Linked DNA regions of Gossypium hirsutum: region 1 is linked to region 2. Evidence: chromatin contacts called from public Hi-C data. All regions are on one chromosome and are shown on one strand. Each heading gives the region's core, a stretch centred on a gene start, on an enhancer-like site or on the middle of the called end of the contact. The rest is flanking DNA. Distances are from core to core; before and after follow the strand shown.

What was found. A called contact is a pair of places that touch in the nucleus more often than the background predicts.
Region 1: a Hi-C map of hypocotyl shows a contact between it and region 2, with 2.7 times the contacts expected there. The contact joins the promoter of LOC107899428 here to the enhancer-like site in region 2. A contact is called at or near these places in 5 of 34 Hi-C or Micro-C datasets (anther, hypocotyl, leaf and 1 more).

The regions. Positions count from the first base shown.
Region 1 is chrD04:37,919,665-37,923,866 of Gossypium_hirsutum_v2.1, reverse strand. It overlaps LOC107899428 (fructose-bisphosphate aldolase 6, cytosolic), which reads left to right and starts at 2,247. Exons shown (of 3, transcript XM_016825139.2): 1 at 2,247-2,602; 2 at 3,165-3,392; 3 at 3,498-4,202. The coding sequence starts at 2,575.
Region 2 is chrD04:37,672,214-37,676,441 of Gossypium_hirsutum_v2.1, reverse strand. No RefSeq gene overlaps it. Among protein-coding and RNA genes, the nearest start is that of LOC121216498, 6.9 kb to the right of the region's middle. Within about 2 kb of position 2,436, at least 7 of the 9 cell types and tissues checked have an H3K27ac peak or open chromatin away from gene starts, as enhancers often do. A contact at or near this core is called in hypocotyl and leaf, where this site is marked.

The DNA.
Region 1 (4,202 bases), core at 998-3,497, 250 kb before region 2:
AATTTGAAGTTTATATTCTTAGTAAAATAGATTTTTTTAATGCCACATTTTGTGATCATTTTTATGTATTGATGTGACTTTTGATCATATAGAGAGACCAAACGTATGCTATTATATTATACATTCAAAACTACAAATTTATGTTATTTTATATGGCATATGTATATATGCCAATTAAAAAAGTTAAAATAGGTTTAATCTCTTTACTCTTTATAAATTTAAAATTCAGTTTTTGTATTTTTATTTTTAAAAAATTAATTTTTTATTTTTCATATTTCAACATTCAGATTCAAATATTATTTTTCTTATTTTTTTTGTTAAATTTGTGTGAATTTTTTAAATAAAAAAGTGTAAACTACCAATTCAGTCACTTGAATTTACCCGTGTTCTTATTTTGGTCATCCATTTCAAAATTTTGTTATTTTAGTCACTCTTATTAAATAAGTTGTCAATTTTAATCACTCTCATTAGATAAGTAATCAATTTTAGTCACTATACCGTTAAAATAAGTTTGATCACCAAATAGAATGCTGACGTGGCTTGGTACAATAATAAAATCAGACCTCCATGTTTACCCATTTTATTAATTTAATCCTGATTTGGAAAAAAAATAACTACAAATTTAACCTTTAATATTTACACATTATACCAATTTAACCATGATTCTAAAATTAAAAATATATAAATTAAAATAGAAAATAGGAATACAAAAAGATTAATAAAATTTATAAACACATATTAAAACTCGTAAAAATTTATAAAATACTCAAACAAGAAATATCTGTGGAAAGATGGTGGGGATGAGATGATTTTCAATTACAGGGTAAAGAAGATAGTGTTCTTATTATATTAATTGGATTGGGAAAATTGAATCTTTGTTTGTCATTTTAACAAATGCTTGGTGTGAATTTATTTTAAGCAATGAAATTTGATTTCCTCTTTAACAATATTATCTAATTAATTGTCTTTCAAATTCCAAAAATTTAGGAATCTTCGTTTTTATTTTGATTCGAATGAACAATTTAAATTGCCAATAAAAACTTAAATAAAAAATTAATCCATTTTTACTATGAAAAATTGAAGTCAAACTTATATAAGCTCAAAATGATAAGTGTCAAAAACATTTGAGGGAACGAGAAAGAAAAACCGGCATTGATTGATAAAGATGAGAATAAAAACTGTGGACTTTGGGGGAAGGAAGGTGTGAAAATATAATAAATTTTCAATATATTTTTATAATTTTTTGAGTATTTCATATATTTTTATAAATTTTAATAATTTTTTAATTTTTATGTATTTTTAAATTTAAATTTTAGAATCATGGTCAAATTGGTATAATGTGTATATATTAAAGGCTAATTTTGTTATTATACTAGGTCAGGTCAACATTCTGTTTAGTGATTAAACCAATTTTAACAGTAGAGTGAATAAAATTAACAACTTATTTAACATGAGTGACTAAAATAAAAAATTTTTGAATTTTGTGATTAAAATAGGGACGCAGGTAAACTCGGGTGACTAAATATGTAGTTTACCTTAAAAAAAAACTCACTTTGTAGCAATGTAACAAAAAAAATGTTATAATAAACTTGAATTTGATAAAATAGTTTTAACAGTGTTAATAGTTAGATCTAAATTTTAAAATTTAAAAAATATAGAGATTAAATTCTAAAAAATAAAAATTCAAATATTAAAATTTAAATTTATGAAAAATACATCAACTTATAAAATATTTGAACCTAAAAGAAATTAAAGAATACTCATTAAAAATAAAGATTATTATTAAAATTAAAATTGGGATAAATACAAATATGAGTTTAAAAAGATTACTTTGATATATTAGAGTTTTGACCCTTCAAAGTATAAAAAATGTGTTGTTTAAAACAGTTGGGTCTGACTCATCATGCTTTCCTGCCCACTTATTTCACCTGCCCACCTATTTCAACCGCAGTTGTTTTGAGAAACTTTTAGAAACGCCTATTTTCTATTCCTATGTTTCTTCTCAATTTTGTCCTTGTTACTTTTAAATAAAATTAATGCGTGGAATATGTTTTATTTTTAATAACATTTTCAATTGAATTTGTGTTTATATAGTAGAATTTATATTTCTTTGGACTTTAGTGAATAATAAATTATATAAATTAGGTTATTTTCTTGAGTAAAAGGTGGGTATTTCTTTTTTCAAAATTCAGTAAATAAATATTTTTATATTTAAGAGATAGTATTTATCAAAATCACTTCGGTTTTCATATTTAATAAAAAATGTTAGGTGGACGAACATAAAAAGATTAGATGGGGGTGGGAGGGGTAAAAGCGGAAAAGAGGACGAAAAAATGAAAAACCAGGTACGAAAAAGTGAGGAAAGATCCCACGGGCAGTCCATGTGTTGCTTGGAAAACACGACATAAGAAGAAACTAACCGATAATCTCGAAGCCACCACCTCTCTCTGTATCTCTTTTAAAGCCCCTAACCCCTGCCCCCCTTTACCCTCACTTCCGTCTCTCTCTTCTTTCCTCCTAGCCCAAAAAAAAAAAACCCTCTTTCCTTTCTCTCGTTCTTTTTCCCGTTCAATCATGTCTTGCTTCATTAGCAAATATGCCGGTAAGTACCCTTCCCTTGCTATTTCCTTTGCTCTTTATTTTATGTTTATAATCTTAATCTCTCGGATCCATCTTAGTGTTTTTTTTGTCTGATCTGTTAGTTGTTTTGATAGTTTGACGAGAAAAAATCGTTAGTTGATTTGCTTGTTTTAATTATACCAACTGTATTTTGATATATGGATTTCTTCGGATCTTCTAAGGTCTGGTTATATTGTCTTATGATCTGTCAGTGGGTGTTAACTACATGGTTAAATTTTGGGGTAATATCTGAAGATCTAGATCTGCATGTTTGTACTCGCTTATTATTACTCCAGTCATTTTTTTAAATACCATGATATGATTCAGTTCAAGATTTCAGGAAAAAAAAGATTGATGAAGTTGATAATGTTAATTTTATCTGCTTGGTGTGTTTTCATTTTGGATCTGAGATTTCTGAATCTTAGCCATGCACCCTTTTAAGGTTTTTTTTTCTTTCTGTTTTTAAATATTTGGATCTCTGTTTATTAAACCTTTAATGGGGAATTGGTGGCTTATTATTATTTTCTGAATCATGAATCTTGTAGATGAGTTGGCTAAAAACGCTGCTTACATTGGAACCCCTGGAAAGGGTATCCTTGCTGCTGATGAATCCACTGGCACCATCGGCAAGCGTCTTTCAAGCATTAATGTAGAGAATGTTGAAGATAACAGGCGTGCTCTCCGTGAGCTCCTATTCACAACTCCAGGAGCTCTTCAGTACCTCAGTGGTGTTATTCTCTTTGAGGAAACCCTTTATCAAAAAACCGCTTCGGGTATTACTAAAAATACTATGATAATATTAAGAACCGCGGTAGTGTTATTCCTTTTTAAGAGTTATGGATGGTTGTTGATTTCTGATATTGATGTTTATTGTGCAGGCAAGCCCTTCGTTGATGTTTTGAAGGAAGGTGGTGTCCTCCCTGGCATCAAGGTCGACAAGGGTACCGTTGAGCTTAACGGAACCAATGGCGAAACTTTCACCCAGGGTCTAGATGGCCTTGCACAGCGATGCCAGAAGTACTATGAAGCTGGTGCCCGCTTTGCTAAATGGCGTGCTGTCCTTAAGATTAGTGCTAATGAGCCAACCGAGCTTGCAATCCAAGAAAATGCCAACGGGCTAGCTATGTATGCTGCCATCTGCCAGCAATGTGGCCTTGTCCCCATTGTTGAGCCTGAAATTCTTGTTGACGGATCACATGACATTAAAAAGTGTGCTGCGGTGACAGAGCGTGTTCTTGCTGCTTGCTACAAGGCTTTGAATGATCACCATGTCATGCTAGAAGGTACTCTTTTGAAGCCTAACATGGTGACCCCTGGTTCCGACTCCCCGAAGGTTGCCCCAGAGGTTATTGCTGAGTACACTGTCCGTGCCTTGCAGCGTACCGTCCCTGCTGCAGTCCCTGCTATTGTGTTCTTGTCTGGTGGGCAAAGTGAGGAGGAGGCTACCCTTAACCTTAATGCCATGAACAAGCTCCAGACCAAGAAACCATGGTCACTCTCATTCTCATTTGGACGTGCCCTTCAGCAGAGCACTCTCAAGGCCTGGGCTGGAAAGGAGGAAAACGTGAAGAAAGCACAAGATG
Region 2 (4,228 bases), core at 1,187-3,686:
AGATCCTATTGATATGTCTAATTTCCGCCCCATAAGTCTGTCGAGGATCGTTTATAAAATAATCTCGAAAGCTTTGGCAAATCGGCTGAAAGATGTGCTACCCCATTGCATCAGAATTAAAGCGCGTTCGCGCTGGGAGAATGATCCATGACAACATCATTATCGTGTATAAATTAATGCATTACTTTTAAAGTTCAAAAAATGGCCTGAATAAAAATTTTGTGGTTAAACTCAATATGAGTAAAGCTTATGACCTCGTGGAATAGAATTTTCTAAAGGAAGCCATGAAAAAATTAGATTTCAAGCCTAGTTAGATTGAAAAAATTATGCGGTTAGTGGTTTAGTGTAATTCTATGCTGTCTGACTATAGCTATAGGCGGTTCCGACAGGGGACCCCTCTCTCCTTATCTGTTCTTGATTTGCATGGAAGCGTTCTCATGCATGCTTACCCATGCACATAATGCTAAGATCTTTAAGGGCATCTGAGCAAGTCAAAATGGTCTGAGTATTAGGGTGGGTTTAGATGGGCGATTGGGTACGGTGCGATACATTTAATTTACTTTTTACCTCATACTACAGTATCGCTACAGTATCTAATCTCACCGCCACCGCTGTTTTTATACTAATCGCAGGTAAATGCACCGCCCGTCCAAACTTACCCTTAATCACCTCTTTTTCACTGATGATGCTCTTCTTTTTATTAGGAACAAGAAAAACGAGGTGGAAGCTTTTAAGAACATTATTGAAGCTTTAGAAAAAGCTTCGGGTCATAGCATTAATTTTGAGAAGTCAATGGTATACTTTAGTCCTAATACTCCAGTGGTGCAACGTCATTTGTTTGAGGGCTGGCTTAAGACGAGAGTGGTGGATAAACTTGATAATTACCTTGGTCTCCCACTCACCATTGCTAAGAAAAAATCTACGGTTTTTAAAAGCATCTCTGACCGTATTTATTGCAGAATGAACAGTTGGTCAAAGAGACTTTTATCATTTGGGGGCAAAGATATCTTCATCAAATCAGCCCTCCAATCCATCCCAACATATGCCTTCTCGGTGTTCTTAGCTCCTAAAGGTGTCTTTGAGGATATCCAATCTAAGATTAGCAGCATGTGGTGGGGGGAGGGGAGAAAAACCGCCGCTGGTGTATGCTTGATTGGGAAAGGGTTTGCTTGCCCAAAGGAATGGAAGGTCTTGGCTTCGGGGATCTTCGTCTTTTCAATTTGGCTCTCTTAGGGAGACAAGTCTGGAGGCTTATGTCCTGCAAAGATACTTTATGCTACCGCGTCTTGAGCTCAAAATATTTTCCAAATGGTGGTGTCTTCAATCCAAAAAGATCCGACAAACCTTCCTATATTTGGCAAAACATTGACACGGCTGCTGGACATTTAAAAAAGGGTTTTGGGTGGTTGATGGGAGACGGGAGAAGCATTGACATTTGGCAGGATAATTGGGGGTTTGAGGGTTTGACTGGCGACTTAATTGGTTCTAATAAGTTGACCATCCATGAAAAATGAGCACGTGATCTCTGGAGTAATGATTACGAGGGGTGGAACGTGAACAGAGTGCATGCGATTTTCGGCCAAAATATGGGGGAGCAAATATGCTAAATCCCCATTATTCCTAATGCTCCTAATGACAGAAAAGGGTGGTTCCACAACCCCCATGGATATTATACATCGAAGTCCGCTTATTCTTGGTTGCTTCTTAAACAGATTGGATATGACCCGCATCGTCTTTTTTGGAGAACCATTAGGAAGATGAAGACCCTTGCAAAGATCCGGATTTTCTGTTGGAGAATAGGGAATGAAATCCTCCCTACTTATCAAAAGATCTCCACCATTCGAAAAGAGTTTGCTAAGGTGTGCCCTCGTTGCGGTCCTGAAAGTGAGACCTGATCCACGCTTTGAAAGAATGCCCGAATGCTCGTGAGATTTTGGCTGTGGGTGGTCTTAATGACAAGCTGCTTGATGGGGAATATACAAGGTGCGTGGATTGGATCGAAGATGCTATGGGGGAGATGGATCTACAGGCAGTGTCTGACTTTATCACTACTCTCTGGAACAGTTGGAACAATAAAAACAACTTCATTTCAAGAGGTAAGGAGGAGGAAGCAAGGATAGTTTCGGAAAGAGCATCGTCCCTGAGTAAAGAGTTCCGTATTCACAATTTGACAAACAAGCCTATCTTGCCTGTTACACCGGTTGAGATGAACTGGGTCAAACCCCAAAATGGTATTATCAAAATAAATTTTGACGCGACTATTGCTCCAACGATCATGGGATATGGGATTATTGCTCGAGACTGGGATGGCTTCGTGTTAGGGGGAAGCGAGGGCTTCATCGAATCGGGAATGCAAGCTGACTGGGCTGAGTTAAGAGCTTTTGAGGAGAGCATTGATTTTCGAAAAAAGTTTAACTTCAAAGACGTCCAGTTCGAAATGGACAGTGCTGGTCTGGTCAACCGCATCAACAATAGGTACAAAGACTTAACAATGATGGGCCACCGCCTTAAGGAAGTTTGTCCACATTTAAGGGATTTTAATTCCTCAAATATTATTTGGGCTAGTCGGTATTCTAATAGGATAGCTAATTTACTGGGTAAAAGGGCCTTAATTAATAAGTGTAATTTGACTTTCCTTATGGATTACCCTTTGGAGATCCATGACTTGGTTTCAAAAGATGCAATAAATTGAGGTCGACCTTTTAGGTCTTTTTATTAAAAAAAGAAAAGAAAAATATAACCTCACACTTTTAATCTGTCTCCGAAAATTTAGAAAAAAAAAATTGCCCATTAAATTAAGATAAAAAATAGAAATAAAATAACATTAAATAATTAAAGATAACACATAATAAAAACAAAATGAAAGTAAATCAATTAAAGAATGGAAAAATAAAAACAAAGCAGCTAACTCAAACATTTCAGAGGTCAATGGATTGCTTGTCACGATCCACATGAGGACCCTAATAATGCTTCAAGCATTGTTCACTAACTTTGAATGTGACCCCCATTTTCAGGTCTTTGATACTAACAGCTCCATGCGGGTATACTTGAGCTACTTTAAAGGGACCTGACCAACGAGATTTTAATTTACCAGGAAATAATTAGAGCCTAGAGTTGAACAACACCTATTGCACTGGATCAAATGCCTTGGCATAATTCTATTATCATGACAACGCTTGGTCTTCTCCTTGTACAACTTAGCATTTTCATATGCATGTGCCCTGAATTCTTCCATTTCATTCAGCTCTAACAACGTTTTATGGCCAACAGCGACCCAATCTATGTTCAGCTTTTTTAATAAAATGCTTTGTGCTCGAGCTCAGCAGGTAAATGACATGGCTTTCCATAAAAAGGCTTAAAAGGTGACATCCTCAACGGTGTTTTAAATGCAGTACAATAGGCCTACAAAGTTTCATCTAGTCTTGATGACCAATCCTTACAAGTTGGGTTCACCATTTTTTCTAGAATCTTATTGATTTTTCTATTAGAAACCCCAGCTTGTTCATTTGTTTGGGGATGATATGCCGTGGCAATCTTACGTTTCACCCCATACCGATGCAAGGCATTAGCCACTAGCTTGCAATCAAAATGAGATCCTTCATCACTAATAATGGCCCTAGTCATACCAAATCTTGTGAAAATGTTCTTGTGCAAAAACTTCATTACTGACATTGCATCATTAGTAGGAAGCACAACAGCTTCAACCCACTTAGAGACATAGTCCACTACAAATAGTATGTGTAGGTTGCCTACTGACGGTGGAAATCGACCCATAAATTCTATTCCCCATACATCAAACAACTCAATCTCCAAAATATTTTGCAATGGGATTTTGTGTCTCCTTGACAGATTTCTTGTCCTCTGACAACGGTCACACGATTGATAAAATCATAAGCATCATTGAACAGACTCGGCCAATAAAAACCTAACTGGAGTACTTTGGCAGCAGTTCTCATTCCTCCAAAATGTCCTCTGTAAGGAGCTAAATGACAATGTTACAGAATGTTATGTATTTCGTCATCAGGGACACACTTCCTAATTATCTTATCAGCACAATGTCTAAATAGGAAGGGTTCATCCCGATAATAATGTTTGGCTTCATGAAGGAATTTCCGTCTTCTTTGGCTGTTAAGATCAGGTGGCATCACACCACATACTAAAAAATTCACTATCTAAGCATAACAAGGTAATGTCATGGCAACTAACAATTGCTTATCTAGAAAGTCTT